Linked DNA regions of Bombyx mori: regions 2 and 3 are each linked to region 1. A link is a contact called in public Hi-C data. All regions are on one chromosome and are shown on one strand. The core of a region is the stretch at or near the end of the contact, and the rest is flanking DNA. Distances in the headings are between cores, read along the strand shown. Region 1 overlaps LOC101738805 (serine/threonine-protein kinase minibrain). Region 2 holds the start of LOC101738805 (serine/threonine-protein kinase minibrain). Region 3 overlaps LOC101738805 (serine/threonine-protein kinase minibrain).

The links. A called contact is a pair of places that touch in the nucleus more often than the background predicts.
Region 2: a contact with region 1 is called in a Hi-C map of midgut, with 1.9 times the contacts expected there. The contact joins the promoter of LOC101738805 here to the enhancer-like site in region 1. A contact is called at or near these places in 2 of 7 Hi-C or Micro-C datasets (midgut and whole pupa).
Region 3: a contact with region 1 is called in a Hi-C map of posterior silk gland, with 2.1 times the contacts expected there. The contact joins two enhancer-like sites. A contact is called at or near these places in 4 of 7 Hi-C or Micro-C datasets (midgut, posterior silk gland and whole pupa).

The regions. Positions count from the first base shown.
Region 1 is chr18:4,423,412-4,426,726 of ASM3026992v2, forward strand. It overlaps LOC101738805 (serine/threonine-protein kinase minibrain), which reads right to left. Exons shown (of 12, transcript XM_004928140.4): 4 at 379-567. Among protein-coding and RNA genes, the nearest start is that of TRNAH-GUG, 18 kb to the left of the region's middle. Within about 2 kb of position 1,645, at least 8 of the 8 cell types and tissues checked have open chromatin away from gene starts, as enhancers often do.
Region 2 is chr18:4,527,215-4,530,529 of ASM3026992v2, forward strand. LOC101738805 (serine/threonine-protein kinase minibrain) reads right to left here and starts at 1,737. Exons shown (of 12, transcript XM_004928140.4): 1 at 693-1,737. The coding sequence starts at 756.
Region 3 is chr18:4,503,302-4,506,616 of ASM3026992v2, forward strand. The region is part of intron 3 of LOC101738805 (serine/threonine-protein kinase minibrain); the gene reads right to left. Among protein-coding and RNA genes, the nearest start is that of LOC101738805, 24 kb to the right of the region's middle. Within about 2 kb of position 1,605, at least 3 of the 8 cell types and tissues checked have open chromatin away from gene starts, as enhancers often do.

The sequences.
Region 1 (3,315 bases), core at 395-2,894:
ACGATTATTCACGGTCGAAATAATAAGGAGGGTGCACCAGGCAAGGGAATGAACTAATTATGCTTTACTTAGCAAAGCATAATTAGTTCAGAAAACTAATATTACGGACCGATAGTGGCATAGTCCACTACGATTGCGAGACTAAGCTGTCATTAATTTTGACTTTGGTAAAACACAATTCTTTTTCTTTTCTATCAGGTCACAGACATCCACTGTTGGACAAAGGCCTCTCCCAAGCCTCGCCTCAAAGATCGGTCCTGCGCTGCCTACATCCAGCGGATACCCCGAACCTCAATAAGTCGTCGCCATCTTGTGGGAGGTCTACCCACGCTACGTCTTAATAATCTTAATAACGCAATAATTATGTTTTATAATTACCTGTCCAAATGATCCCTTTCCGATCGGTGAGGAGATCTCGTACCGGTCGAGGAACTTCTCTCCCTGCTTAATAATATAATCGTGATTATCGTCATCGTAACCGTCATTGTATAACTTCTTCTCCTTCTTGTGCGAGCCATCCTCGCCCAGGTACTGCTGCGCTCTCCGTTTTTTCTTCGCGTAATATACCTGTTAAAAAAATAATTTAAACATTATTTATAAAATGTTTTAGAATAATTCAACACATAGTTGTAAACTAAATGAAAGTTAGTAAGTGAGTGACTGCAATAATAATAGTAATAATAATTATTATTATAACCGTATTATATTTATATTTATAATTTTTGATTTCGTATTTCCCAGTTCTCAGCAATAAATCATGGGTAAAAAAAATCATTAAAAATATTTTTGAACAACCATATAAATATGAGATGTTAGGATAACCTGTCGAGTGTCAACCCTACAGATACCGGGGCAATAACCAACACAAATCCTAGGTAATACAGGTCGTATGCGTTATAGGAAATGAATAGTTGAGGGAGCGCGGGAATTCGGGTGACGGACGTTGACCCAGATATGAGGCTGACATTGATCGACGATGGGTCACGATGTGCCAGTATAAAATATTTGTACAGAACCTGACTACCGAATTTGGAAATAGGAAGTTCATTGCTACATTTTTTTACGAAGCTGATTCATATTGTGAGTCATTGTTTTTGCGAACTCCATACCTGGCTTAAAGCTCGGGTGAACGGCCTGAATCGTCGGCGGTGGTTTTAATATTGGTGTAATTTCGCGAAATAGTTTCGTGCCGCCAACGACGTGCACTAATCGTTATGTGACCTCGATATGTCATTCGGATGCCGTTACATAACTTCGGTTTGACTTAGCAGTAATAATGTCGACTGCACGACATTCGCATCGTGCCGGTGCGGAAGTGTCGCATATCGACTCGGCCGAACGATAACCCAAATATCCGACAGCGACCTACATATTACGCCGTATATTTTACAGACGACCGAGCGCGGCCCGACAGCCGGCAACCGGCGTCACTTCATGGGGTCGTCCGACCTATCTACCGTTTCTCTTGTCTGGAATAACATTAAAACAAGAAAGACGATTCTTTTAATGAATTTTATTCTAGGAATTAAGACCGTTATGTTATGGTAAAGTGGTGATGCCGGATGAGGATGATGTGTTAGGCCAGTGACCGCGGCACGTGGTCGCGAGATGAGCGCGTCGGGCCGGGGAGAGACGGCGCGCGGCGGCTGTCATTGATTTTCCCCGTTTCCCCCTCCGCCCCTCGCCGGCTCTACCTCCCCCCTCCGCGTCTCACCCACTTCCAGCGCCCGATAACGAGGTTAACGGGCGACGTGAGCGTCTCCTAAACTTTAATTATACCCGTACACCCGTCGTACATGTTTAACCCGGCCTCTATTCAACGTTTTGTTTGCAGCACACCTGATAGCGAGATGTGATCCACTGTACGGTTCGAGGTTAACTATCTAATGGACGTCGCGCCGGAGATGGAAATGCGAAGAGCGAAACTAACACCGTGTCGGTCGGAAGTTACCGTTAGATTCAAATCTGTAAACGACATCTAGACTCGTGAGCTGCCGACAACTTCCTTGAATTATTGTATGTAAACAATATGATGGTTAAGCTCATCACGCTTTACGAAATTTTATATAGAGAAAAAGAATAATTAAATTATACAACACATAGACCAAAAGAGTTCTCGTTTATTAAAAATAATAATTAGCTGTTGTAAATTAGTATCCCCTTCTGTATGGATGTCATAAGAGTTTACAAAGCACAAATTCAGGCCACCTGTACACATCAGACTTTCGTATCATTCCATGTACGGACACCAAAATGAAGAAATTTCATCTTAAATGATTTAAAAGGAAAACTTGAATTGCAAATCGCAATCCGGAACTCTTGATACGGAAAACTAATAAGGTGGCAGGTTTGGACAAGTACTATAATTTAATAATATTATTATAGTAGTTGAGAGGAAAAATGAAATAGACTGACGACCTAATGTTGCATCACCGACTAAGAAGATCGCGACCTTACCAGAGCTTAAATTGCGACGCAAAATAATAATAAACAATACCTAAGTGGCAAATCAATTGTTGTTGTTTTTTTTTTGTGTATTTCGATTATAAATAGGCAATATTGGTAATTTCAATGTGTAAACATAAAAGTTTCAGTAAAATTTCTCAAGGGAATGTATTTATTGAAAACTATATGAGTTGTAATTTTTATTTTGAAGTTTATGTTTCGTGTAATATTTACCATCAAAGAAATAGGTATTTACGTTAACATAAAAATAAACAGCGCGTAATAGTTTTTATTTTGGGCTTGGTTTTTTATTCTTCATTTTATTATCTTCGCCCTTTTGATACTTCAAATATTACAAAATTAAAATAATTTCGTTTCTAGTCACTGTTATCCAAGCATCGCCGTGTCCCGTTATTCAATTATGTGGTCCCGGCAATGCGAAGCCGGTCTCTTCCCAATAATATATCTTGTCCATTACTTTTTCGGAACGTAACATTTTCGCAAGATTCACGGTCAGAGGTTTTTTTTGCAGAAAAATTTCGTCTATAGCAAAACTGAGTCCCAAAAATTTATTTTATCACATGCCATGATTAAAATTTTATATCCTATTGGCTTTAATTTAGTTGAGCAATAGCTGTTTTTCCGTACCCACTCTTTCCCTACAAGGAATCAATTTTATCACAAGAGTATTTAATAATTATTAATTGATAATACATATATTTAATAATTATTAATAATTAAATCGAAAAGATAAATAGTTTGCCATTACGTAAAAATTCTTAATTAACATCATATCCATAAAATAAGACAAGTGTCCCATAAGGCATATAAATTTCGATTATTTTCATTATTAAATATTAATGATAAAAA
Region 2 (3,315 bases), core at 487-2,986, 100 kb after region 1:
ATTGTTTTTTAGTTTAAAAAGTGAACTATGAACAGACTGGCAAAAATAACAAAATACGGCAATATAATTCCGGAATTCTGGATTACTCTAAACCACAATAAATTCTGGAAAAAATGTGCAGCTGTAAATAAATGGGAAAAATGCTTTATGAGAAATTTTACCATAAAGTTAATTTGCGTGGCTAATGTAAAACAGCCTATTATTCAGCAATCTCTGTTAATCTCATTTTGACAAAAATCATCTCATCTTTTTTATATGAATCGAAATATTTCATTTAAATAGGTTTCTTTTTCTGTTATAACCATTCAGTGTGATATATTATTCTTATGAAATTTATAGGATATCTCATTCCATGAAATGATTATTTCTATACAGATTCGAAATTGAAACTTTTATTTTCTACTTTATTTTCAATATGGACTTTAGTAGCATATTTATTGTTTTCATAAGATTTAATACTAAATGCTTACTTTTAAAACGCAACAAGACATGTCACATCAAAGCAACCATGTGGTAATGTTTACATGTATCAAACAAATATCTGATGCTTGTCCAAAGGTTATTGAACTACATGCCACTATATTCAAGCTTTGTGCCTAATAGTTCCTGGTACATTTAGTTACTAAGGGTCAGAGATTCCTACAATTTGTATTGTAGGCCGCGCATTTAGGTGTAGTACGATTGTTACTTACATTTGTTTTTGGCATTTTCATCCATGAGCATGTTGAAGTGGTGATGGCGGTTCCACGCTGCCATTTTGCCTTCGTGAGGAGCCCCGAGAAGCACCAGGGCCGCCCCGGCGGGCCCAACTCCGTCTAGGGGCTCCAGTGTCCTCAGCACACTATAACTTTGTCACACACTCATAACCTAAGGAACATATCTAACACACACTCGCGTTTAGAACGCCGTCGCCCTGGACGGCGATGTCATCGGCGCCGTCGCGCGGCGCACATGCCTTGCACTTCCGCTCTACGCACTTATGCACACGCGGGTAAACAAGCGCGATGAAAACGGCGCCCGTCGGTGATTCACCTCTGACGGCCGTCGCGTGCTCTGCACTGCAGGCGAACTGTGCCGGCGCCCGCGAGTCGCAGCCGACTGACACCCAAACACTCGTCCCTTGTCACGTGTGCGCCGTGTGCGCTGCACCGACAAAACACTCACTACCACAAATTATACTCACAATATGATTAGAAACCGCTGTCAACTATTCCGAAACAATTAATTACTGAAGAGCGAAACGCACGGAAAACGACATAACGCGCGACGCGGTTCCCCACTCCTCGACTCGAACGAGACTGGTACAATACGAGCCACGAATTACGAATTGAAATAGGGAACAAAATAATAACAAATATGCATGGGCTGTTCGATATAATAGGTGCACGTGGGTTGTGTCATTCCCAAAAAATCAGCAACATTTGGAAAAATACAATATAAGCTTAAACGTTTCAGACACTGCGACGAAATTTCTCAGAATAAAGTCAGTTGCGAGGCATCAAGCAAATACAAAATTTAATGTAATACGAACTACACAGTTGCACACTCCCGTAACGATATGGATTCATTAAATAGTTTCATTTTATAAGTATTAGCACTACCAACCAAACTATATTTGTAAACAAAACATATCCCGTAATACATACAGAAAACAATTTTTAAACAGTGAACGCGATCGCGTTGATCAAGCGCGACAAATAGGACAAAACATGGCAGACTTGAAAAGCACTTCTGTTGTCTGTGGTCAATTTCTTTTTAAAAGCGACTTTATACGTTTCGTTTCTTTTATCGAATAGACTTAAAACCATTATTTGCGGTATTTAGGTTTTTAGTAAAATGTTTCATTTTCATTTCTAAGATTATGATTTTTTAAGCATGTTCAATAAAATAAACACAAAAAGATTTAATCATTAAACATTATAATTTTTTCCAAAAAAATGCCATAGACAAAATAATGCTACCAATTAATAAATATTGCCGAGATCCTCCCAATTTTTTTATAATGGAAATATGTTTTTAATCTTTAACCAAATAATCCTCCCTCCTCCTCCCTTTTTTTTATTGCCCTTATAGGCAGACGAGCATACGGCCCACCTGATGGTGAGTGGTTACCGTCGCCCATGGATTTTACCAATGCCAGAAGCAGAGCCAAGCCGCTGCCTACCGCTTAATACTCTCCACAACTTCTGATTGAACTGAAAAATTCACTAGTCTTCTAATCTTGCAATGTGATAGCACTCTTGCAATAAATTTAATTAATAATTTTTAATATAATTCATGTTTGGTATAGGTCTACCAGGATCTGATGGCAAAAAGGGAACAAATCAACGATCAAGGATAATTTTTGAAGATCTTACTGTGGCGAATGTGGGGTTCGAAATTTAGATGAAAACTCCAATTACTCTTCATGAATTTATAAATTAATTATAGGCTATCAGAACTAGTGGTCGTCGTGGCCTAACGGATAAGACGTCCGGTGCATTCGTGTTGAAGCGATGCACCGGTGTTCGAATCCCGCAGGCGGGTACCAATTTTTCAAATGAAATACGTACTCAACAAATGTTCACGATTGACTTCCACGGTGAAGGAATAACATCGTGTAATAAAAATCAAACCCGCAAAATTATAATTTGCGTAATTACTGGTGGTAGGACCTCTTGTGAGTCCGCGCGGGTAGGTACCACCACCCCGCCTATTTTCCGCCGTGAAGCAGTAATGCGTTTCGGTTCGAAGGGTGGGGTAGCCGTTGTAACTATACTGAGACCTTAGAACTTATATCTCGAGGTGGGTGGCGCATTTACGTTGTAGATGTCTATGGGCTCCAGTAACCACTTAACACCAGGTGGGCTGTGAGCTCGTCCACCCATCTAAGCAATAAAAAAAAAATAAAAAAAAAAAAAACTTAAAAATGGTTCCAAATACTGCACATCCATAAAAAAGTCTTTATCAGAAGAGGAAGATAAGGAAGGCGCAGTATTTTTACCACCTTTCCTCTTTTTGCCCTGCGTACTAAATACATCTCTGTTAGATCTGCCTTCAGCAACAATTCGTCTTATGGTAGTATTTATTTATTTATTTATTTATGTGCGTTCCCCTGACGAGTCATTGTCAGGGACATTTTTTATGCTTATTTGCTTTTTTGATAAATTTTATTTTTCACCATTTGTAATGTTAGGTTCGTATTTCGTTCTTTTATAATTTTCGTTTCTCTGCTTATTACTATAACCTGGAAAAACCAAAATCCGGTCGTCCAAGATTTTCGAGAACACTCGAAAACGTAGACAGTGTTGCCCAGTCTATTCGGGACGATCTGAA
Region 3 (3,315 bases), core at 355-2,854, 80 kb after region 1:
CTGAAGTCTGTCACTATAACTGAAAACTTCGTACGTAGATGAAATGTTTCGAGAAAATTCGCAGTCTTATTATCTAATGCCTTGTTTCCATCGACTAACGCATGTTCTAGTATTTATGTTTTTTTCTTTTTTTATTGCCCTTGTAGACAGACGAGCATACGGCCCACCTGATGGTGAGTGGTTACCGTCGCTCATGGACTTCAGCAATGCCAGGGGCTATAATGTTATATATAATATATAATGTTAGCGCTATAGTGACAAAACGTATCGATAATCTAGGTGAAGCAGTTATTGTAAATCTGTGCGGGTAGGTACCATCAACAACTTTATATCTGCAGCGGAACAGACATAGCGTTTCGGTTTTAGGGCACGGGACGGTTATAAAAACAATATAGTTGGAGCTTTCGACTTTATGTCTGAATTGCTCGCTCCGGGCATTTCAATATTGTAATAATTGTTATAATAATCATTGTAAAATGAATATTTAAAAAAAATCTAATATTTAAAAAAAACAACCAATATTTAAAAAAAAAAGACATGCCCGCAGAGTTTCTTGCCAATTCTTCTCAGGACGGAGGCTAGTTCTTGTGAATTGGCGGTAGTTCTTTTGACGTTCAACAAGTATGTACTTTCATTTATGTTGAATAAAAAATTTTTGATTTTTCATTTTTGAATGTGGGTGACAACATTCACGTCGAGATGTCTATGAACTTCGTTTACCACTTAACACGAGGGGCTCTAAGCGTGCCGTCTTTTATCGCGATATTCAGATTTCCGTGTGATTATCAAGTATTTACTTCATAAACTATGATAGTTACAATGTCATTTGATAACATGAACATTAAAATAGGAAATAATAATTGGATTGCCTCATTTTTAAGTCCATACACGTGTCGATTACAGCTCGCGTTAGAACATCTACGTACACAAACGGAATCGGTAGCGAATCACGTACTGTTGTACTGAATACTTCGTCAAACTGGCATAAATTACTGGCAATATTTATTACTGGTGGTAGGACCTCTTGTGAGTCCGCACGGGTAGGTACCACCGCCCTGCCTATTTCTGCCGTGAAGCAGTAATGCGTTTCGGTTTGAAAGATGGGGCAGCCGTTTTAACTATACTGAGATCTTAGAACTTATATCTCAAGGTGGGTGGCGCATTTACGTTGTAGATGTCCATGGGCTCCACTAACCACTTAACACCAGGTGGGCTGTGAGCTCGTCCACCAATCTAAGTCACAAAAAACAAAAAAAAATAGAAAGAAAGCAAAAAACGGCGCCTTAATGACGAATCATACAATGGGTATGGGACATCGTGTAACTCGTTTCGCCTAACATTTACAATTCCCAGGACAGTCTATTCCACAAACGGATAAGCCAGTAATTATACGGTCATATAAGTTTTTCGTGTTTACATATGTTGTTACATTGTTTATTGTCTCCAATTTGATACGATTTAATATATTCGATTCAGTTTCGTTAATAGATGTGCCATATGGATGGAGAAAAGCGTGTTTCCAAGAGTATGTAGACAGTTCTCCGCCCTAACGGCGCCGACAGCCGACACAATAATCCGGGTGGCAACAGTGTGAGCGTGACGTCGCGCACTCACCTTGACTCACTTTAGTTGGCCCGTTTGCATTACACTGTTTGCTACTCGTGTACTCGTGATTAGTCGACAGACTGAGACATATATCACTAATTCCTCAAGAAAATATCACTTCTAAGAATTTCAATCAACATTCCGTGAATGCAAATCAATAAAACCCGGATCGATAACATTTTCGTGTAATATAATTAATAGAACCGAAAGCATTATTTCTATTATAATAAAACGTTTTCGGAGGTTTTTGAACACGATTAGAAAAATAATTGTATAACAAACAAAATAAGCGATGAGCTTGTAATCAATTTTCTGTTGGCTTCTTGCACTCGGCGATTTAAGTTCAATGAACATCGTTAAGTAAACAGTCCAGGGAAAATGAGGAGAAAATACTTTCAATTAAACCAACAAATCTAATATTGATAATGAACGTAAACCTAAGATGGAAAACATTAATTATAATGTTTTCCTGAAGAGCCATCGGCGTAGAGAAAAATATGTTTTCGTAGTGAAACTAACCGACGGTATGAATGGGCGATATCGCAATTAATTACGCAGATAACTGGCACAGCTGATGTTCCGCCAGTAGTGTTGTATCCACACGATAGTATTCATGGGGCGAAAGCATCACATACCTACTTAGACGACGATAAGTGTTTTCTAGAATTTCGTTGACAAAAATAAATTATCTAAGTCGTACTTACTAACACGGAACTTGTTTTTGTTTTTGTTGGATAATTAAAGTGTTAAGGTTTTATAGATAAGAACAAGCATGTTTATATATTACAACAATACATATTCCATCGTGATGCAAACGTATCTAACAATAACGTAAATAACGATTTGATAAAATTAGTGGTCCCGCAGTAGTCGAAATTCGACTATAACTAATTGGAATTGTAAGTTTGTACACTATTATGATTGTATTTTATACTTCTATAATCACTAATTTCGCCAAGACTACTCTATAAAAAATATTAACAAAGACAAACCATATTCTATTCTCAATTTGACAATAGACGTCAAGAACAAAAGTTTGACAATAAATAGTATGCATGCGTGTGTGTCAAATACATGGTATGTAGTATAATGTTTTCTTTATTGATTTAATGTATCTTTTATGCATTATTTTTAAAAAATATTAGCATTGTGCACTTCTTCTCTATATTCTCTATAAGTGTGGAAAATTTTATACTCCTCCATCCGCGCAATTTTCGTAAAAAGGGGTACAAAGTTTTTGCTTCACGTATTAATATATAGATATTAATCACATTAATATGTGCGCTTAAAGGAAATACTGAAACGTTTTACAAACAACTCTGAACATTTCGAAGACATCTCACTGTATAGGTTCTAAGTGAAATCTCGGCAGATCTAATCGAGGTCTAGACTTTCGATAAGGATAAAAAGAGGACAACCGATCTCGTCGAACGTTCAGTACATTTCGATATCTAAGTAGTATCTCCTTGACTCGAATCGTATTGGCATCGAGGGGCCGCCGCTTGCGAAATTCGCCCACAGGCCGCAGGCGTTAGTCATTGTCGCCTATTGCATCCAGTGCAGACTGTTGCTTCATAGCTAGAGGTACGCGTGTTGCATTCGCAAAACTATATCTTCGACGATCATTAAATCCGTTTTGTAATCAAAATCAATTTGAAACTGATATGAACATACGAACAGGATATTAGTGACCGTTCAACATTTGTATGT